Linked DNA regions of Sus scrofa: regions 1, 2, 3, 5 and 6 are each linked to region 4. A link is a contact called in public targeted proximity ligation data. All regions are on one chromosome and are shown on one strand. The core of a region is the stretch at or near the end of the contact, and the rest is flanking DNA. Distances in the headings are between cores, read along the strand shown. Region 1 overlaps NSMCE2 (E3 SUMO-protein ligase NSE2). Region 2 overlaps NSMCE2 (E3 SUMO-protein ligase NSE2). Region 3 overlaps NSMCE2 (E3 SUMO-protein ligase NSE2). Region 4 has its middle 160 kb from the start of TRIB1. Region 5 overlaps NSMCE2 (E3 SUMO-protein ligase NSE2). Region 6 overlaps NSMCE2 (E3 SUMO-protein ligase NSE2).

Region 1 (3,673 bases), core at 472-2,971, 440 kb before region 4:
GACTAGGAACCAAGAAGTTGTGGGTTTGACCCCTGGCCTCGCTCAGTGGGTTAAGGATCTGGTGTTGCCATAAGCTGTGGTGTAGGTCGCAGATGTGGCTCGGATCCCAAGTTGCTGTGGCTCTGGTGTCGGCCGGCGGGTACAGCTCCGATTCGACCCCTAGCCTGGGAAACTCCATATGCCTCGGGAGCGGCCCAAGAAATGGCAAAAAGACCAAAAAAAAAAAATCCAGTTTTCCTCTAAGACCACAATAGAAAATAAACAGTTTAACCAGGCTTCACCAGATCTGCTTCTCTCTTGATTACTTCATAACATAGCTTCACAGGAGCAGATGTAAACAGTAGACTCTTGTCTTGGTGTCTATCATCATTAGGGTAGATGGCTCTTAATTTAAAAGTCACCAGTGTTCTACCTCCTTGGCTTTTCATGTGTTCCCGCTTTTCAGCTGAGCCCCTTAAGATGCCAAAACCTGATTTCCCGATACCACTTAATTATTTTCCTTTGTTTCACAGGGCTTTTTGCATTTATTTATTTATTTATTTAATGTCTGTAATGGTCTTCCTTTGAACTGGGTTTCCTCAGGGCACAGACCTCAGGGTTGCATCTGATATTTTCAGAGGCTGGGGCTCATTTGATGCTCATCAGGTGTTAAATGTGTGTATTAATATGTTAGTAAATGGCTTTTAACAACATTCTTTAAATACAGATATTTGGATCCAGAATACAGAAAACTAAGTTGCTTTCCAAAATTAGAAATTGAGCACTTTCGTTAATTGGGGAACCTAATTTTTTGAAGACTTTGCACTTAATTTTTATGTAAGGACTGGTTAATCCAGTGGTTCTGAAACTTGGGACGAATGACTTAGAGAGCTGTTAAAACACAGATTTCTGGCCACCACCACTAAAGTTGCAAGAGATGTGGGATAAGTTGAAGAATTTGCACTTTTAACAAGTTCCCCAGGTAACGCCGATGCTGCTCGCCCAAGGACCACATTTTGGTTTAATCATCTCCCCTTTGATGAGAAACATAAGCCACTAGATGGCATCAGAACACTTCTTATGAGGTAGCTGTCGGGGCGTAACTGATCTGTTAATTGCAGGGTTCAGGATTGTATAAAAGGTACAGTAACTAAATTATTGGAATTCAGTAGCTTGGAGCCTGAATTATTCCATATATCTAAAAGTACCAAAAAAAAAAAATGTTTAGTTCAGACCAGAAAAACTGTGAGGCTATTGAGATCACAACGTTTTAAGATCAGCTCTTCTAGAAATGAGGAATATACCTCTCATTTCCACCAGCTTCATTTCCAGTTATCCAGGTTACTCAGTTCATTTACTTACCAGCGATATATGTGTCTCATATTTATTATTTACTATTCTAAGTTGGTGCCTCTTGATTTTGTGGTTGATAACTTTTAAAAGCCACTTTAAAAAGATGTATCAACAGTAGGTGTAATTCTCTCAGCGGGCCAGTTGTGTGGCGAATAGTTTGGGGATGTTAAAAAGTGTGAAATGTGTTTTTCTTTCCTCTTGGCTTCCTTCGTCAGAAAGTTGAGCAGTTTCCTTTTTAAGGGCTCTGGAGAGGAGAGCTTGGGCTGCTCTTGGCCTCACCTCACCTCATGTTACCACTCTCACTCCATAAATTTCCAACCATTCCAACACCTCCAGATTTTCTTTCTTCCACTGACTGTACCAACCTGAAATTTGGCTTGGTTTCTCCACATGATGGCATGTGTGGAAATAATTGCTTGCTCTGCTCTCCTGTTTGCTGAGCTCTCCCATCCATATTAAGGTGTCACTTTTTGAAATAGTAAATGAGTCATCTTTTAGATTTCTAAAACAGAATCTGTATAGTACCTGAGTACTGCCTCGGTTTTTCTAGATGCTGGAGAATAACAATTTTTTTTTTTTTTTTTAGAATAACATTTGAGTTGATTTCTACTTTTTTTTTTTTTTTTTTAAATCTTTGAATCAGAGACGTGGCTTAGGTTTCAATGATCTAATAGAATGTGAAAATGACCGCTACAGAAAGAACTGAAATGGTGTCGCTCGATCAGATTTTAAAATTAAACTAGCATTTTGTATTATACGTATGATCATTGAAAACAATTAAGACTAGTTTAATTCTAGGCAAAGAGTACAATTCATGGCAGAGGTAGAACAGACTTAGGATCATTTTTGAAACATCAAGGCTTTTTAAAAGACATTGAAGTTTGTCTTTCAGTAAGCAGAAACATGCTTTTATTTGATTGGTGATTAACAGATGAAACCAATTTGATTATTCTAGAGAAAATTATTTTATTATCCAGACTTATTTATCCCTCTTCTTTCTGTGCTTTATAACTGAAATTGTGTGTTCTATATAAGTGGAAAGTTATATTTATATGTAGCAGCACTGTCCAATAAAAATATAATGTGAGCCGCGTATGTAACTTAAAATATTCCACCGTCCTCATTACAAAAGGCAAGAAGAGTAGGAATTAATTTCAGTAATGTTTTATCTAATCTAATGTGCCTAGAATATTATTTCAGTATGTAATCAGTATTAAAATTGAGTTATTTTTACATTTACATTCTTTTTTTTGTGCCAGGTTCCAAGTTCAAAATCTTATGATGGATCTCAATCCAGACTAGCCAAATTTCAAATGCCTAATTGCCACTGCATGTGGCAAATGGCAACTGTAATAGCAAGTAGAGAGGGTATTTCACTTTTCAGTGACTCTATCAAGAAATTTTAAGGGTAGTTAAATCAATCAGTTTTGTAGCTTTTTAGAGGTTTTGGTGATATTCACATTGAACCAGTTAGTAAAACAAGATAATACTATTTACCGATTTCTGTTTTTTCCTTTCTCTTTTTTCTCTTTGTATTAGTCGCCCTCTACCACTGGCGTGATTGGTATTTTAGGTTTTTCCCCAAATTGTTTAACCAGCTTAAACTTACTTCTGCAGATCCTATTAATATTTGCTTCTGTTTGAAATGTCACATGCTGATTTGACTCCACACCTACACTACTTTCATATTTTGTAGCTGATGTGGTAATTTAGTTTCTTTTGGTCTTGAGCAAGCTAGAGGGAGTAAGCCTCTTAAGCAGCCAGAACACTCTAGTTGCTGTAAACAATTAGGCCTGTCAGCAGTTGACCTTGGAAATGCTAATTTGCTTGTCTCTTGGTGCTGCTTCAGGCCCTGGCTTTCTCCCTGTGGGTGGGAGTTATGAACCCAGTTTGGAGAAGGCCCTTGGGGAAGCACCAAATAGATGTGCTTCTTGCTTCAGTTTTGCATGTGACCAAGTGCAAGAGGCATTCTTTGTGTGAACTTCTTTGAAGGGCTTTAAGAGCCTGCACTGATGCCTAGACTGAAGTTGAGAGGAAGCTTTGTTGACATTTGAATCTCCCCTTCCCCTGCATTCTAGCACTATCTGCCATAATGATTGATTTAAAATGATTTCATTAATGTTTCATTATATCCCTTGATGGGGTTTTACTTTTTTTTTGTCTTTTTAGGGCCACACCCACAGCATATGGAGGTTCCCAGGCTAGGGGTCCAATCGGAGCTACAGCTACAGGCCTACACCACAGCCAGAGCAATGCAGGATCTGAGCCGTGTCTGCGACCTACGTCACAGCTCACAGCAACTACAGATCCTTAACCCACTGAGCGAGGCCAGGGATTGAAC
Region 2 (3,788 bases), core at 352-2,851, 350 kb before region 4:
ATCCCCTGTCCTAGACATTGGGATAGAGGTCTTGTTAATTATGAGATTAATGATGAGGTTAACGATGATGTTGATACTGGGGCTGCAGATAATAGTGAGGAAGTGTGGGGATTTTCCCTGATCTGTGGAAAGAGTGACTGCAGCTCAGAGAGCAAGTTGCACAGCTGACAAGTGGCTGAGCTGGAATGCCAGCTGACACCTTCCTCCTCCAGAGCTGGTGCTTTGCTACCTACCGAATAGTCAAATGTTTACTTACTCTGCTTTCTGGTTAAAATGAAGGAAAACTTTTATTAATATCTTATTTTATATGTGCGTGTGTGTGTGTGTATATATATATATATATTTTTTTTTTTTTTTAAATTTATGACTGCACCTGTGGTATATGGAAGTTCCCTGGGCAGGGATCGAATCTGAGCCACAACTGAGCCTACACCACAGCTGTGACAATACCTGGATCCTTTAACCCACTGTGCAGGGCTGGGGATCAAACCTGCACCTCTGCAGCAGCCTAACCCACTGCAGTTGGATACTTAACCTACCCTGCCACGGTGGGAACTCCCATTTGATATTTTTAATAAGGGAACCGAATTGGTCACTAAGTCACAATGCAGGGCTCCATTTTCTATTAGTATCTTTTTCTAAACTACCACATTAACTCTTGGTGTTTAATGATGTCTACACAAATGTGTTGTGATTAAATATTAAAATATCAGGAAGTCTTTTACTGGGCTAATAAGGCTTTTTAGCATTTGCAAATCTGGTTAGGCTTTAATTAGAATTCATTGATAGTCTTTTTTTAAATTTCTAACTATATAAATGTGTGTGTTGTAGAACATTTAGATAATATAAAAGACAGAAAATAAAAATCACCTGTAGCCCTACCACTCAGAAATAACCACATATTAATGTTTATTTTATTTCTGTTGCCTTTTTTCTTATATACTTGCAAGATTGGGATCAGTTTTGTGTCCTAATTATTTCATTCAGTATAGTGTGAGCTCATTAAGCATTTGAAAGCGTGGTTTTAAATAGATGGTATGTATGTATTACGATTTTCCTCTTTGAATCATCACCCTCAATTCATATTCACTCACTAGTAGTCTGTCATGGATGACAATTGATATCATCTGTTTAATAGTTTAAAAACAATATCTTGTTCTTTTCACTGAGTCTGAAATATCAAAATTTACCATTGTTAGGTCATTTTGTTGTTACTTTTAATTTATGCATTGGAGAGAGAAACAGTATATTTTTCAGGTATAAGTTTTGTTTTGCTGTGTTTACTTAGTCGATCAGCAGACCTGTATTAAATCCTTTCCAGTACAAGGTATTAATTGCTGAGGCTAAGAAGAAGAAAAGCATGCTTTCTGCCTTCAAGAAGCTTATAATTCATGCAGGTAACATAGGTAAACATGATTTTATATTTAATACAAATATAATAGTAATATTACAACACAAAGAAAGAAATACCAAAGAAAAGCTGTAAGCAGCGTGCAGGAAGAACAGAAAGGAAAAGTGATGATCAGAGAAATCAAGGGAAGCCTTCCTGGAAGAGCTGACATTTGAGCTGGGCCTTGAGGCCTGGGTAGAATTTCAGCGGAGAAGGCAGGAAAGGACATACAAGAGGCTGAGCGTATAGTGTAATCAGAGTCACAGGGGCCTGAGAGTGCCTGTCGTGTTTGAGGAAAACCTGTGTTCCTCCCCCTGGATTGGTGCGTAATGTCATGGGGTGGGGGTGGGGAGTCAGGGGAGCGAGGCAGAGGGCAGTAGTAGCAGTGACCCTAGAGCACGAAGGGATCAAACCATTGATCACCTATTAGTGTGTGCCTGGCTCTGGGCTCGGCTCCTCCTCATGCATAGATAATCTCATTTGATTTACATAACAGTTGTGAGCTATTAATACCACCACTTGAAGATGGAAATACAAACTCAGGAAGCCTAAGTGATTTTCCCCAAAGTCATAAATAAAGCTCACAAGAGGCAGGACCAAAACTCAAACCTAGGCCTGAAGGTCATGCTTTTGTTTCCACTGCATTCCTAGGTTGAGCTAAAACTATAGAAAACCATGAAAAAAACCCTCATTTTGGTGTTTGGATTATTGTAGGCAGTGGTTTTTGTTTGCTTACTTGTTTGTTTGTTTGCTTTTTTTGGATGAGCAATATTATCTGAATAGTGAAGATACTTCTAGTGGCAGAGTGAAAAATGAGTTGGAAAAAGATAATACAAGAAGTAAGACAAAATGGAAAACTCCTGCAGAAACCCAAGCAAGACGTGGAGCATCTGAGCTACTGCAGAGGCAGTGGAAATGGAAGGAAAAGTGGAAGAGACTTTGAGAGAGAATTGAAGTCCTTTGTGGACTGATGGTGTAAAGGCAGTGAGGAAGCCTGGATTAGATTAGTCATCTCAACTTTTTTCAAAATCACATACCCTTAGTAGTTAAATACTTTTGAGCCTGTATCTAGTACAGAAGTTTTAATATTTTATGGCTTTCTCTGGTGCATTTTTTTTTCTGTGCATACCCATTTTAGAGATCACTGGAGTTAATTAAGAAGAATGGGTGTTCCGGGAGGTTGGCAGGAGGAGGGAGTAGAAGTGAATTAGCATTTAGTTTGGGACATAATGGGTTGAGATGCCTAAAGTAGAGCAGTCATCTGAAGATGCTTCATACAAAGTTGGAAATGAGTCATAAAGATTATAGAAGGAGGAGTTCTCATCGTGGCTCAGTGGTTAACGAATCCGACTAAGAACGATGAGGTTTCAGGTTTGATCCCTGGCCTTGCTCAGTGGGTTAAGGACCCAGCGTTGCCGTGAGCTGTGGTGTAGGTCGCAGACTCGGCTCGGATCCCACATTGCTGTGGCTCTGGCATAGGCTTGACAGCTATAGCTCTAATTAGACCCCTAGCCTGGGGACCTCCATATGCTGCAGGTGAAGACCTAGAAATGGCAAAAAGACAAAAAAAAAAAAAAAAAAAAAGATTGTAGAAGGAAAACAATGCCAAGCTTATGCTCTGGTGGTTGATTGTTTTAGTGTTTTATCATTTGATTCTAACTAAATATTTGCAGAGTTTTGAAAATGTTTTCCTTGGTGATCTAAATTAAAGAGTCATGGAGTTCCCGTCGTGGCGCAGTGGTTAACGAATCCGACTAGGAACCATGAGGTTGCGGGTTCCGTCCCTGCCCTTGCTCAGTGGGTTAACGATCCGGCGTTGCCGTGAGCTGTGGTGTAGGTTGCAGACGCGGCTCGGATCCCGCGTTGCTGTGGCTCTGTCGTAGGCTGGTGGCTACAGCTCCGATTCAACCCCTAGCCTGGGAACCTCCATATGCCGCGGAAGCGGCCCAAGAAATAGCAACAACAACAACAACAAAAAAGACAAAACAAAAAAAAAAAAAAAAAAAAAAAACAAAAAACAAATAAAGAGTCAGTATTCTTAAAATAAATCTTTTGTGTAATCTAAAACATGAAGGTCTTTTAGAATGTAGTTCATTCACCTGTTTAGACTTCTTAGAATATTCAAAGGTAGCAACCCTAAACGTGTCTTCCAAACACAGGGGTTCATCCAAAGCTTAGAATGTCTTTACAAATGGCCTATGCTTTTCAGTAACTTTCTCAAAACTATAATTTTCATTTCCTTCTGGCCAACCCTCTGTTACTGAGTTAATAACTGATAAAACCTAACCTAGAACACTTTCAGCTTACTAAGACCCTACAGTTTTATGATTAAAGGCACAAATGTCCATTGATCTTTTTGGTTTTGATTCAGTTTGGTTTGATTTCCATTAAGAATACG
Region 3 (3,548 bases), core at 1,016-3,515, 420 kb before region 4:
AAGGTAAAGAGGGCTTATGGACCTAGAGGCATGAAGCATTTGGTCCTATTTGGAAGATGAGGGAAGATTCTGGAAAAGGAGCCTGTGGCTGAAATCATAGGCAACAGCCTAGCAAAACAGAAAGACGTCTGGCAGCGTAAAGAGGTGGTGTAGACATGGAGCTGGGATGGCCATGCTCTGGGGTTGAGGAGGGAAGGTGTCATCACGCCTGTTTCACTGAAGGCAGATCTGCTGAAGACTTGACGGATGATGAGGGAACTTCTTTGGTGCTGGGTCCTGTGCTCCGGGACCTTTTTCAGCTGTGTTTCCCAAACCTTAGGGCTGGGCCTCAGGGAAGAGGATTTCTCTCTAGTGTAATCCTTAGGCTGCTGCTTAGGACAGACACTGCTTGGGAGGGACCTTATTTAGTAGAGTTGCTCAAGAAGCTGCATCTCTTAGAGGCATCAGTTACCTTCCCTTCTTGCTGAACTGGTGGCTGGTGTGGAACCAAAGTCTGATTGGTCTGTTGACCACGCCCACCTGGGCCTAGGGAAGCCGAGATAAAGGATCTTTATCTCCATTTTTCTTTTCTTTCTTTCTTTTCTTTTCTTTTTTTTTTTTTTTTTTTTTTGTCTTTTTGCCTTTTCTAGGACCACACCCATGGCATATGGAGGTTCCTAGGCTAGGGGTCCAATTGGAGCTGTAGCCGCTGGCCCATGCCAGAGCCACAGCAACGCCAGATCCGAGCCGTGTCTGCAACCTACACCACAGCTCACGGCAACGCCAGATCCTTAACCTACTGAGCAAGGCCAGGAATCGAACCTGCAACCTCATGGTTCCTGGTCAGATTCGTTAACCACTGAGCCACAACAGGAACTCCTATCTCCATTTTTTAAACCAGTGACCTAGACTGTGGTGTTATGTTGAGCAAATAAGGTGGGAATAGACACTAGGCAATTTTGGAACTCACCCTGGATAAGTGCTCACGAGTCCATACTGTGCTGCATAAGAATTAGCACAGTGTTACAGGCTTACTACCTGCATGGTTTAGCCACAGAAGACCTGGAGTGTGTCTCACCTGAGTCTGCCTACATCTGTAAAAATAGCTAAATCTCCATTCCTCTCCTTATTCAGGTCTATCTCTTCTCCCTCATTTTGCCCTAGTCTTTTATATTCAAGATAACCCGCGTTGTTTTCATGTAATTATTTTGCTTTCTTGTTCCTGCTTCAGCTATCATCTTCCTCTCATTGAAGTCCCATGAATTTTAAGTTGAATTTGATTGCAACACATAATCACCCATTTCTGCTTAATGTTTTACTGATCATGTAACTTCAATGCCTTATTCAACACTTCAAAAGAGAGAATAGTAATAGTTATAATACCACTGTTAGAGCGTTTTGACGTTAAGTAACAGGCGACATGTCTAATGGTTACATGGTTACATGGTTAGCGTGGCTGCCTGGATCGCATAATTACACGTTTGTATGACTTTAGGAGACTCATATACAGGCCAACTGCATCCATTCAGATACTTATGTAAATATCAGAGCACTTCAGTCTAAAATGAAGCCCTCCTTCAGTTATTATCATTCTTTGTATTTTCTTAGGGTTTACCACTGAACAGGAAAAAGCTAAACGAAACAGAAACTGTCTTTAAAGAATGGGTTTAATTCTATGGCCCTTCCTGGTCTAAATAACACTTTCTGAGTTCTTTGGGTACCATTAGCAGCCCACGACATTCGGGAGAGTGCTGAGCGGGCTCACAGGGTATAGACAAACCAGATTTGCAGGAGGACAGCTGTGGTACTGGCGTACTTACAGAAGCACTTATATTTTTATAATATAAATCAAAGATAATCTGCACCCTCTGGACTTGATTTGCTGGGGCAGGGGTAGGGGGCTGTATTTCAGCTACTACTGAACTGACTTCTTGGAGCACTCGCTTAATTGGTGTGCCAGATGTGTTACACAGCTCTCACCGAGCCTCCCCACTCTCTCCAGGAGACGGCCCCACGCACTCATTGGCTGAAAGAGGTATGTTGCAGGGTATCACTTAGGTTCATTTGATTAACATAAGCAAGGGTCGATTATAGGGAATGAAAGCGTATTGAAGAAATGAGTCTATTCCTAGACTCAGACCCCACTTGGCCAGCCAAGGACAGTCAAAAGCATAGGTAGTGGAAATGGTTTTGACACTCAGAAGTATCTTTGCCAGCTGGAGCCTTCCAGGGCCCTTTCCCTTCCCCTTAAACATTTCTCTGCTGCTGCCATCAAGTGGCTGCTGCTGCCATCTCTGTTGCAGCTGGTGTTCTTGGCCTGGTGCAGGTTGACCTACCAGCAGCTAGAGCTGACTTAGTTATTCTCCTGGCATTCAGTGAGTGTCCTGATTGCTCTTACAGCCCCTCCAGTAAGCCTCGTGGACGGGGAAGACCACTCTCTTCACCAACCTTAAAATTTAGTAATCTTCTCAAAGGGGAAAAGCATTTCCTTTTTGTCCTCGGTTTCCTCGGCTAGGAATTTGGAAAAGCTTTTCCTGGATCAGGCCTGTTAGCATTTGAGTGGCATTGGCTAGTGTCCTACTTGGAACAGGCCACCTGGAACTGAGATGAAGCTCAGGGCCATGGCAGTCTTCTTCTTCCCCCTGCCCCGAGGGTTTGTTCCCTGGATATTTATGGAGGCGTTGGAGCTGCTTGTCCTTCTTGTGTTTAAGCACCTTTTAGTCCAGGCGGACAAGTGTGCAAACGTTGCACCTTGAAGGTCTGAGTTGGAGGCGTAGCTCTGCCGCTCACAACCTTTGTGTCCTAGAGCAAGTTACTTCAACTGCTTAGTGTTTCGGTTTTCTTATATGTAAAGCAGAGATAAAGCTACCTATCTCTTAATGTTGCTGTGAGGTTTAATGTAAATATTGTGTTCAGTACGATCTCGGCGCATAACACAAGTCTTAGTTACAGCTGTTATTATTATTATATGTATATTTTTAATCATGGCAGTCACTTTCCAGGCTTGCAGAGGTGTACAGTAATATTTTCCTCTTTGAAATTGTCATCCTGTGAACGTTAACATCACTTTTATAATGCCCCCCGCCCTGCACTGGTGCCAACATTTTTCCATAGGAAAAGTGAAATGAAAATAGAACAGGCAAATGAATTTCTATTACATGTCTTCTTTACATTTTGACTCAATTGAATATCAGAGGCAGGGCAATTTGTAGTTTGGTAAAAGTTTGATTTTCAAATTTATATGATGGCCACATAAGAATCTTGAAGGAAGAGTTGCTGTAATTCTTTGTTGAATTCCAGGAGCATTAAAGCATCATTCTTGCCCTCCAATGGATTAAAGTTTGTTTGGAGAAGTGAGACAAATTCATATAAGAAGACAAGACCGTTTATATTTAAAAGCGCCAAAGTATCAACTGTAGATGTTAAGATAAATTGAGACCCTTCTAGGCTGGTAGAGATTAAAAGCAGGAAGGGCTTGAGTTCAGCTCTTGAAGGATGTGTAGGATTTGGTTGGTGTGGATTTCTAGGAAGGGCTTTCTCTGTAAGAGTGGGAGAATTGGGGTAGTGGG
Region 4 (3,523 bases), core at 842-3,341:
CTGGGTGGCAACTGGGGAATTCAGCAGCTTGCTTGAGAGGACAGAGTTAAGTTAATCGTTAAATCTTAGAAAGTCTTGGTTGTCTAACCTGTTGGTCTCTCTTGCTCATGGCATCTGCTGACATCTCTTCCTCACGCTCTAACCTGGGGATGCACGAATTTCCCTTGTGTTATCTCGTTTTTCTCTTTCTTTCCTTCTTTCTTTTCCTTTCTCTCTTTCTCTCTTTCTTTCTCTCTTTCTCTTTCTTTCTTTCTTTCTTTCTTTCTTTCTTTCTTTCTTTCTTTCTTTCTTTCTTTCTACTTTCTTTCTTTGTCTTTTTAGGGCTGCACCTGTGGCAAATGGAGCTTCCAGGCTAGGGGTCTAATTGAAGCCTTAGCCCCCAGCCTATACCACAGCTACAACAACATGGGATCTGAGCCACATCCTTGACCCACGCTGAGGCTTGGAGCAACACCAGATCCTTAACCCATTGAGTAAGGTCAGGGATTGAACCGGAATCCTCATGGATACTAGTCAGGTTTTTAACCTCCTAAGCCACAATGGGAACTCCCGTTATCTCATTTTTGAATTTCCACTTTCCATTCCATTCTGTGAATGGCAGCCAAGCACCTACATGGGCATACTGTGAGCCAGGCATATGGGTTTAGTGCCCATGAACCAGGGCACTAAACCCAGGAATGCCAGGCCCTGGAGATAAGACAGTTGACCACACATGGCCTCTGCTTTGGAGGAGAACTCACTTCATAGACAAAGTAAGCCAGATACACAGCCGAACATAATTTTTGGCAAAATGTTGGGGCCAACAGAGGTGGACAAACAGAGGTTTGAGAGATCATACCTAGGTAATATGGTGGGGGATTCCTGGAAATTTTTCTTGATTTTTGAGAGAGGCAGTGGAGTTGAGTTTTGCAAAATGAGCAGGATGTGGCTACTAGAGAAGGTGATGGGAAAGACCTGCTTGGGGAGGGAAGAGCATGAGCCTAGAGAAGCCCTTGAGAATGTCCAGAGGATGTCATTGGTTTGACAGCCATAAAGTGCACTGAATCCTAAACCCACTGAGCAAGGCCAAGGATTGAACCTTCGCCCTCATGGATACTAATCAGATTCCTTTCCACTGAGCCACAACGGGAACTCCCTTTTGCTGATTCTGACAATGAGTGACCCCCTCCTATGTTAGAAGTCCCCTACACTGGTCATAACAATGGAAAGCTTCCCAGATAGGGAGTTTCTAAAAGTCCAGATAAGTTATTTAATCTCTTGGTACCTCAACGTTTTCATTGGCACCCAAGATAAAGTCCTTATCTCATGAGGTTAAGATAAGCAATAAGAGGAAGTTCCCATTGTGGCTCAGCGGTAACAAGCCCGACTAGTATCCATGCGGATTCGGGTTCCATCCCTGATCTCGCTCAGTGGGTTAAGGATCCAGCATCGCCTCGAGCTGTGGAGTAAGAGACACGGCTCAGATCCCGCATTGCTGTGGCTGTGGTGTAGGCTGGTAGCTACAGCTCCAATTCAACCCCTAGCCTGGGAACCTCCACATGCCACAGGTACAGGCCCAAAAAGCAAAAAAAAAAAAAAAAAGAGAAGGAATAAGAGTGAATGATGCACATAAAGTCTTAGAACTAGGGATGGCACCTAATAAACGCTCAATAAATATTAATTATTATTGTTGTTGAATGCCTAAAGGTTTCAATAAATGGCTTGACCATGAGATCTCAGGGGCAGGTTCACTTAATTACTTCTGCTCTTCTGCATTTACTGGTTTCTGAGCTAGTAGCTTCCAGCAAATGTCTTTCATTTATGGACTTGCGTGGTTGAATGAATAAACATGAGAAAAATATCCCTTCTCTCCAGAATGCAAAAGGTGCCAGTTGCATTTTATCCTTGCGGCTCCAGACATCAGACCCCAGCGCGGGTGGGAAGACATCCCCTCCCCCGCACTAATGGGCCAACCCCTTATCTTCATGTGCATCTTTTGCGAGTTACTCTCGGGTAAAGGAGAACATTTGACCCCGGTTTAGAAAGATTGCCTTACACAATCTCCCGGTTCCCTAGATGGGACTTGCTGAGCTGACAGATTGTACAGAGAAGAGCTGACTATTTTTAGGATGAACTGGAAAGATTAGAACTTTGCTCTCTCCTCAAATATCAAACCTGCCATTGGTAGGAATCCAAACAGGAATTCCTGGGGAATTGGATGGAGCGACTTATTTATTGTGCTCTCATTGCTTAAAATTCCAACATAAAAATAATAACAGGCCTTTGATATTAGAGTGACTAGATGGGCCACATACTTACTAAGTGCTTTACACACCCTGTGTTGTTCCATTCATATAGCAACCTCATGCAATTGGTTTCCATCTTCTTATCTTTTCTTTCTTTTTTTTAAGGGCTGCAACTGTGGCATATGGAGGTTCCCAGGCTAGGGGTTGAACTGGAACTGCAGCTGCCAGCCCACACCATAGCCACAGAGATGCAGGACCCTAGCTGCGTCTGCAACCTACACCATAGCTCACAGCAACGCTGGATCCTTTAACCCACTGAGCAAGGCCAGGGGTCGAACCCACATCCTCATGGATACTAGTCAGGTTCTTAACCCACAGAGCCACAACGGGAACTCCTCAATCTTTCTATGTTACAGAGAAGAAAACTGAGGCACAGAGAGTAAAGTGTCTTGACCAAAGCCACAGAAAGAGGTTTAGTGAGGCTGGAATTCCATTCCTGGTCTATCTGGCTTCAAGACCCATGCTTACATGAGGATGAAAATGACAATGACACAAAATAAAACAAAGGGGGAGAAAACAAACTCATGCTCCTGGCTGAAGAATGAAATCATTCAAGTCACAGTGGATTGACTGAGTACATCATTTTGCCAGGTAGAGCGGCCGATGAGCAGATGAGAAAGTCAGGGGTTCTGCCTTTGGGGAGCTCCCATCCTAATAAGGGCAATGTGAGCATTTTATTGTTTCTCATCTGCCCAGCTCTTTCATTCTGTCTCTCATCCAATACCACACTGTGGGGCTTGCTGGTCAAGGTTCCTGTATTCCTCCGGCCAAGTGTGGGCGTTTGCCTCATGCTGGAAAGTCAGACTACGGGAAAGTAAATTATGACTCAAGAACCTCAAGAGGAGCTGAGTGGCTGAGTGAGCAGCACTCTGAAGATAACTGCAGGTTAGTTTCTACCATCCGGATGATCAGCTCTTCCTTCTTCCTGAGAGTTCCTTGTGGCAGATAGAATAGCACACATCCCAACTCCCTTCAAGCTATGCTTTCTCTGTCCTAGAAGGTGGAAAGCTCAGAGTTCACTTTCCCAGGCTCCCTTGCAGGGAGGGGTAGCTGTGTGGCTTAGTGCATGAGATGCAAATGTCTATCTACTGGGGATGTCTTTCCCCTTGCTCCAGGATGGAGGAAGGACGTGATGGTTGGAGCTGTAGCAGATACTTTATAAGCATGAGGAAGAGGTTAGGAGGACTGCACAGACAGCAACCCTGCTCAGCAACATCTTTCCTTTGGACCCCTTGCTG
Region 5 (3,565 bases), core at 770-3,269, 310 kb before region 4:
GTTCAGCACAGTGATTCAGACGGATAGATATAGATATATTCTTTTTCAGATTCTTTTCCCTTAGAGATTATTGCAAAATGTTCAGTATAGTTCCGTGTGCTATTCAGTAAGGTCCTTGTTGGTTGTCTGTTTTATATATAGTAGTCTGTATATGTTAATCCAATTCTACTAATTCATCCTTCCCTCTTAGTCCTGCTTTTTAATGCTCTATAATCACGCGTGTGTTCTATGTTTCACTTCAGTAACGATTGTTTACTTAGCACTTTGTGTCTTCAGAGAACTCAACCACATGAAATAATTAATCTGCATAATAACCCTGTGAGTTAGTAGGTGGGGATTATTGCCCCTTTTTTAAGATGGGAAAACCCAGAGAGGTACTCAGTGACTTGCTCAAGGCTATACGGCCTCTGAATTTTGAGTCTGTAGTTTCCTTTATCTTATCATACTCATATTACATGTTTATTGTCCATCTTAACTTCTTAGGCCATGTTTGTGACTTCACGTATTCAAAAATCTTAGCATTTAATTCTAGGAAAGGGCAAGATAAGGAAAAAGTGAAAGTAACAAAATGACTAAGTCCCACTGCCCCCCAGGAGGTTGGGGGATGTTGCTGGAAATAGTCATATAACTAAGTCTTCCAGTATATCCAGGGAAGGAATTTCCAATTTCCAGTGACATCCAGTGAAGTGACATCATTTCAGCTAACTGACCAGCCAGGCCTTGTATCAGGGAGTCTTCTGTGGCAGTTCACTGGAGCTTTAACACTACACATAGCAGCAAGAAAATAATTATAGAAATGGTTTTTTTGTTTTTTTTGTTTTTTGGGTTTTTTTGTGTACATATAAAGCTGTGTGGTATAGTGGAAAGAAAACTGGCTTTGGAGCTCAGTAGACCTGGGTTGAAATCTCTCCCAAGAGGAAGCTGGATGACACCACACCAGGTTCTTTCCAGCAGCAGTGTAGGAAGGATTAGATAATGATGTATGTCAGCTGCCTGGCATGGAACCCCACAATTAGGGCTTCATAAATGGTTGCTGTTATTTTTAAGCTCATTCAGAGACAAGATGTAATGCTCTAAGGGCCTTTTGATTTTTCCGTTGAATGACTGGACCAGGTAAATTCAACTTTTGAGGAATTACAGCCTCTTACAAGAAGCCAGTGAAACATTTTGATATTGGAGTCAACTAGACACACTATCAGCCCTTGTTCACTGACAAATATGGGCAGGTAATTTCAAGAGGTCAGTCATCAGTGTGTGCCTTCCAAAACATTATAGTCATGTTACAGTAAACTTTTTATATTTGTTGCGTCACAAAGATTTATTGAAGTGATAAAAGTTATTATGGAAAACAGTGTGCGGTAACTATGGTAACAGTTATTTGATCTCACAGTAATTAGCTAAGCATTTAGTTGCACAAGACTTTCACAATGCCTTCCTGGTTAGTTCATTAAACAAAATTAGCTTTTGTTTGAACTGCCTTTCTGTAGCGTCCTAAATTTGGTTTTAGTTCAAAAGAATTGAAAAGTGGGTTTTAAAACTACCTTTCCAGCCTACAGTTTGTGAACATATTTGAAGTTGCAACTGGTTGTTATCTAATTCTTCCTACCGCAGTATGATTGTGATTCATCACTGTCCTCTGAAGTGTGCCTTTCAGGTCACTGGAGTGGGCTAGGAAGTGGGCAGAAAAGTTGGAGGCTCGTTTCTTAATTCTAGCCCTGTTTCTGGCTCCATTGGTGGATTGGAGTCAGCTGGTGCCCTTCCATGACGTAGTTTCTATACCTGTGGAATTGGGTTGCTGTATTATGTGTGAGAATTTGAGATCTCTTGAATGTGGTCATTTCTTGAGAACCTGCTGGTGCTCTGATGGCACCTGGAGCTGGTAGGTGCCCAGTTTTCTCAAGCCCTCCCCCACACCTCACCCCCCCAACCGCCCCAGGTGCCTCTTCTGCCCTGTTCAGCATAACTCATGCTGCATTCAAGTTCCTCTCCTTTTGCAAGATGGATGGGACTGCCGGTGATTCACCGACGTGGTGATGTCACTCTCCAGGGACTTGCAGAGCTCTTGAGAAGGGGCCTCTGCACCTGGGTTCAAGGAAGGTTTCCCGACCCCATGACTCCTCCCTGTTCGCCCCCAGCATCCAGGTGAAGCCTAACCCCTACGGTTTGATAGGTGGAGGAACCTGAGCGCAGTGGAAAACTTCAAGCATTCAAGATTTCACAACAGACAAATAATGAAAATGAAACCAAAAAATGTTTTAACTCATTTACTAAAACTGAGGCGGTTCCAAGATCAAGTAGCACAACAGGGTTTTTAAACATTCAGTGAAAGTTCCTAGTACTGATTTCATTTTAATTCCTGTCAATGTAGTGATTTTATTTTTAGTTCACCTACTTTTTTAAAGACACGACTAGGTTTTAAAAACTAGTTGCTAGTGTTCCCATTGTGGCTCAGTGGTCATGAACCCAACTAGGATCCATGAGGACGAGGGTTTGATCCCTGGCCTCGATCAGTGAGTTAAGGATCCCACGTTGCCGTGAGCTGTGGTGTAGGTCCCAGGTGCCGCTCAGATCTGGCATTGCTGTGGCCGTGGCGTAGGCTGGCAGCTGTAGCTCAGATTCGACCCATAGTCTGGGAACTTCCATATGCCACAGGTGTGGCCCTAAAAAGACACACAAAAAAGAATAAAATAAAAACTAGTTGCTTTCTGAATTGTGAGGCAAGTTCCTCTCCCAATTGACTGGATATCAGCTACCAGTTTTCCACTGGGCAAATGTTTTGGGGGCCAGAACATTGCCAGTTCTGGTCATGTTTATTTGCATGACTAGACTGATTTCTATAGGATAAATGAATCTTCAGTTTCACTAACTAGGGTTAGACTTCTAATGATAGGAATCTATTTGTGCTTGATTGGTCTTGACATTTTTCTGGCCAATCCGAAGAGAATGAAGATAATAATAGAATAAGTTATCCCAGGTGGCTTCAGCACCTGATCCATTTCTTTTTCCCCCTTTTCCCTATTTTTGCTTTTATCCTGTATGATTTTGATGGCTAAGCTGGAAAGGACTCTTCACTCCTCTCTTCGTTTTCACATATGCTTCAGAGAATAGTGTCTTTCATACCATTTAGGAAAAATGTGACGTCCTTTGATTCAACTCTCGTTGCAGTTGCCATGAAACTTTCCCCAGTTTCTCTCCTACCCTGTCCCCTGTTCCCTGACTCTCCTGTGTCATTTGTACCTAATTCTTAGGCATATTTAACATTGTATATTATAACTTTGGGTTAAAAACAATCTTCCTCAGGGGGCTGTGAACACCCCCAGAGGTAAACCACTCCTGTGCCTCCCTGTATCTTCCTGTGGTACCCAGCGTACAAGACTGTGCCCGCAGCCAGCCAGCCAGCCAACCCAGTGACTTGTCCTCATCTCACCTCATCTTTCTCCGTGATGTCCTGAACTCTAGTCGTGTGTGTTTTCTCTTTTGCTGCCAAGCCCACCCATGCTGGATGTTTACCCTGCAACTTCTCAAATTTTGCATTCCTTTTGTCTAGACCTACACAATGACCTCT
Region 6 (3,720 bases), core at 1,134-3,633, 370 kb before region 4:
GTGCAAATTTTCAGGTGCCCCTCAAGATCTACTGAATTGGAAATGCTGGGGGTGGGGCTGAATCTTAACAAGCCCTCCAGGAGATTCTCCTCTAAGTCAGAGTTTGAGGATTATCAGTTTGCAGTAGTGACATGTACCCATCGCTGGATATCAGCATCAACTGTGAACCTTAAAAATAAACTCAGAGCGGAGTTCCTGTCGTGGTGCAGTGGTTAACGAATCCAACTAGGAACCATGAGGTTGTGGGTTCGGTCCCTGGCCTTGCTCAGTGGTTTAAGGATCCAGCGTTGCCGTGAGCTGCGGTGTAGGTCGCAGACGCGGCTCGGATCCCGCGTTGCTGTGGCTGTGGCGTTAGGCCGACGGCTACAGCTCTGATTAGACCCCTAGCCTGGGAACCTCCATATGCCGCAGGAAGGGGCGCTAGAAAAGGCAAAAAGACCAAAAAATAATAATAACTCAGAGCTCAATCTTCATGCCCAGAGATTCAGATTTAGTTGGTGTCCGGTGGGACTCTTAAGCGGTTTTTTAGGTTCTCCAGGTGATGCTAATGTACAACCAAGGTTGAAAATAACTAATCTACCAAAGATTAGTTTAGCTAGGCATCCCGGAGGACACAAATCTGACTCCTAATTTCAGATCTCATGTAGCTGGTTATCTAAAGGAAGGTCCAGTAATACATAGCACGGTTATAGGCACGTATAAATTACTCAGAAATTACCCAGTAAATTAAATTACATTTGGTGTCCTAGGTTTGAATATAAACTAACTTTATTCTGTATCTGAGAGCCTCATTTTTATACTCCATGTTATACTTTGTATTCATTCATTCAACGAGTGTTTACTGAATATGCTGGGAATGTAGCATCGAACAAAAGAGACACGTCCCTGTGCTCCTGGAGCTTACGTCTGGATCTTTGGTACCTTGTTAGCATCTCCTCACTTTATAGTATTTAAGTGGAATACGGTACACATCTTAATAACTCTAAAACAAAATTGTCTATTTATGTGCATAATTGATAGCCTTAATCATGATAATATTTGCATATTTGTTATACTCAGGTATTGTCCTTCAGATGTCCTTCAGAGTTATCTGCCTTGTTATTCTGAAATCCTTTTTTCTTGATAACTATTTAAAGTCATTTACTTAATCAGCTTAATGTCAAGGGAAGATCCTGGAAAGATCCTGGAATTTGGAATCAGAAAATATACATTCAGATTCTGGCTCAACCAAATCATAGTTTGTATTTTTGATCAAATCAATGGGATTTTACATTTCTGTAAAGTATGGGTAATACAATAATAATAACGTTTCTTAGCCCACAGAATTATATAGGGCTTAAACCAGATATTTTGAAATGAAAAGTGAAAATGTTCTTAAAATTGTAATATAATCCCCCAAATATTAGTTTCCTAATCTTTCTTTTAGCTTGCTTAAAGGCATTAACATCAATAATTTTTATTAAAAGGTTATGCATTTTAGACATTATTAGCAGTTACATAAAATCCTCAAGTGCAAGGAAACAAACTCAGAGTATTTTAGTCCTTCTGTAAAAGTATTAAAAGATTGTAATGAAGGATAAAATAAGCTGTCAAGTAGATAAGGAATGTTCTGTCATTGAGAAGGGTGTGAACCAAAAAACGGTGATAAGTTAACAAATCATTTTTCAGTACAATATTGGCTTTGGCTTGACAAGCTTTTCTTGATAGGGAAGCAGAGAGTGAAGTGTCAGAAACAGCCCTAGTCACGTAATGAACCACGTTGTGTCTGGTGAAACATATGCATATGAGCAGATCCAGTGGAGCTGCAGCTATTATCACTGTGTCCTGAATGAACCTTGACTCTACTAGGGATTCTGTTACAGCTGTACATTGGATTTAACCGCAGAGGATCCACTTTGGATTTGATTTAGCATTAAAAAAAAAAAAAAAAAAAAAAAAAACCTGCTGACTTACTTCAGAGTCTGCTTTTTAGTGAACTAGCACCTTGGATACACAGAGCACTGGACTGGGCACCAGGACCGTAGGCAGGTATTTAATGTCTTGGGGACTGAGAGAAAAAGAAACCAGTCACTTGAGATCACAGGGTCCTGGAACTTGACTCCCCAAACTTGGAGAGGAAATGAGAGTGGCCTAGGGGTTGATGAAAGGCATTGAGTAGAACTTTCCAAAATAAATATAGTTTGTTTTCTAAAATAGAAGAATAGAGTTTTCTGGGTCACTTAAATTAATCAGTTTTCTTCAGTAGTGGGTGCTTGGTCTTCATTTCGCAGCTTGCGTTTGGTTGGAATGTCAGCTGAGTGAGGGCAGGCACTTGGCCTTGGTACTGCCTGCGGTGCCTACACCTGGCATCGAACCAGTGCTTCATGTAGCGGTGGGGAAGGATTGAAGGACTACAAAGAGGGGTCAGAACTTAGTTTATGGAAACTTTATTCCCCCAGGGGACAAATATTCCCTGGTAGATCCTTTGATGCACACTAGTCCTGGGAATGAGAGTAGAGGGTAAGGTGTCATGTTCCTTTTCATCAGCGTCGCTTTGGCAGCAGCAGTGCTCTGAGTACAAAGTGGGGCTGCCAGTTGGTTGGAAGTGTTCCCAGACTTTCTGGCAACCCTCCTTGCCCAGTTTGACCATTGGTTGCTCACTGGTGGAAGGCACTTCCTTCCTCTTTCCCTGGGGGGACACGATTCTTTGACTTCAACTGCAGGAAGCAGGAAACTTCCAAGTTAGACTCAAGTATTTTTAATTCCTTCCACCAACCATCAGCCTTAGCAACCTCCATCTCTCCTGTTATGCAGTAACATTGATTTTTTCCACCCACACACAAAGCATTAAGTTGATGGTGCTTCTTACCTTTGATGGGATTACAGAATCAAGAAAACATAGTAGGAGCTTAGGTATTTTCCTTCTGCTTCAGAGCACAGCGGCTTTATTTTACATTCACCAAAGGCAAAACATTTTTCTACAAAGAGATGAGTGAGAATTTTCAATTAACAAGATAGACTGTCTAGTCCCATTGCTAAAAGTCTCTCCCAAGCCCTCTCCATTTCTTTGTGCTCCCACTGTTATACCTGCTCTAGTTTCGATTTTACCGCCTGCCTCCTACGTGTTCCCTGCTCCAGACTCGCCTCCTGTCTGTTTCTGCCAGAGGGACTGATCATCCTAAAGTGTTGGTCTGGTCATGTTTGTCCACCACGCTCTTTCAGAGGGTCCCTCCGCCCTCCCCAAATAAAAACTCTTCTGGCCATCAGGCTCCCCCCGCCACATACACGCACACTTTCTCAGTACTCTCTTCTCTAGCCCTTTGATCCAGACACTTGCAGTTCCCAGAAAGTATCGTGTTCTCTTTCACATGCAGACTTTCACACTTACTAACCTCTTATGGAATATTTGACTTAACCCCTCTCTCTTCGCTTGGTTACTGCTGTCCCTTCTTGCATGCAGATATCCCTGACTTCGTTCGTGGAGTCCTCCCCGAGGTAGATGAGTGCACAGCCATCGTGGGGGACCTTTAAGGACATTTTCATCTGGGGAGGGATATCTAATAGCAAAGGCGAGGAAGATTAGCACGTGAGAATGTTTGGCAAGAAGAGGAATTTGCAGTAAAGTTTAGAGTGGCTTTGAAATAGGCTGATTATTTTGCTTCAAGAGTGTGCAAGATGGAAATCAATACTGGAATGTCCTCTATATAATCTCATACCTGAACATGAACAGATACTGTCATT

The links.
Region 1: a targeted proximity ligation map of skeletal muscle shows a contact between it and region 4. A contact is called at or near these places in 4 of 47 Hi-C or Micro-C datasets (liver and skeletal muscle) and 2 of 2 datasets of targeted methods (alveolar macrophages and skeletal muscle).
Region 2: a contact with region 4 is called in a targeted proximity ligation map of skeletal muscle. A contact is called at or near these places in 4 of 47 Hi-C or Micro-C datasets (adipocytes, alveolar macrophages, fetal heart ventricle and 1 more) and 2 of 2 datasets of targeted methods (alveolar macrophages and skeletal muscle).
Region 3: a contact with region 4 is called in a targeted proximity ligation map of skeletal muscle. A contact is called at or near these places in 2 of 2 datasets of targeted methods (alveolar macrophages and skeletal muscle).
Region 5: a targeted proximity ligation map of alveolar macrophages shows a contact between it and region 4. A contact is called at or near these places in 1 of 47 Hi-C or Micro-C datasets (embryonic fibroblasts) and 1 of 2 datasets of targeted methods (alveolar macrophages).
Region 6: a targeted proximity ligation map of skeletal muscle shows a contact between it and region 4. A contact is called at or near these places in 1 of 47 Hi-C or Micro-C datasets (adipocytes) and 2 of 2 datasets of targeted methods (alveolar macrophages and skeletal muscle).

What each region holds. Positions count from the first base shown.
Region 1 is chr4:14,574,134-14,577,806 of Sscrofa11.1, reverse strand. The region is part of intron 2 of NSMCE2 (E3 SUMO-protein ligase NSE2); the gene reads left to right. Among named protein-coding and RNA genes, the nearest start is that of WASHC5, 22 kb to the left of the region's middle.
Region 2 is chr4:14,481,719-14,485,506 of Sscrofa11.1, reverse strand. The region is part of intron 4 of NSMCE2 (E3 SUMO-protein ligase NSE2); the gene reads left to right. All of the region lies in intron 1 of LOC106509961 (a long non-coding RNA gene), which reads right to left. Among named protein-coding and RNA genes, the nearest start is that of WASHC5, 110 kb to the left of the region's middle.
Region 3 is chr4:14,551,503-14,555,050 of Sscrofa11.1, reverse strand. The region is part of intron 2 of NSMCE2 (E3 SUMO-protein ligase NSE2); the gene reads left to right. Among named protein-coding and RNA genes, the nearest start is that of WASHC5, 45 kb to the left of the region's middle.
Region 4 is chr4:14,132,264-14,135,786 of Sscrofa11.1, reverse strand. No RefSeq gene overlaps it. Among named protein-coding and RNA genes, the nearest start is that of TRIB1, 160 kb to the left of the region's middle.
Region 5 is chr4:14,440,400-14,443,964 of Sscrofa11.1, reverse strand. All of the region lies in intron 4 of NSMCE2 (E3 SUMO-protein ligase NSE2), which reads left to right. Among named protein-coding and RNA genes, the nearest start is that of TRIB1, 140 kb to the right of the region's middle.
Region 6 is chr4:14,505,209-14,508,928 of Sscrofa11.1, reverse strand. All of the region lies in intron 4 of NSMCE2 (E3 SUMO-protein ligase NSE2), which reads left to right. Among named protein-coding and RNA genes, the nearest start is that of WASHC5, 91 kb to the left of the region's middle.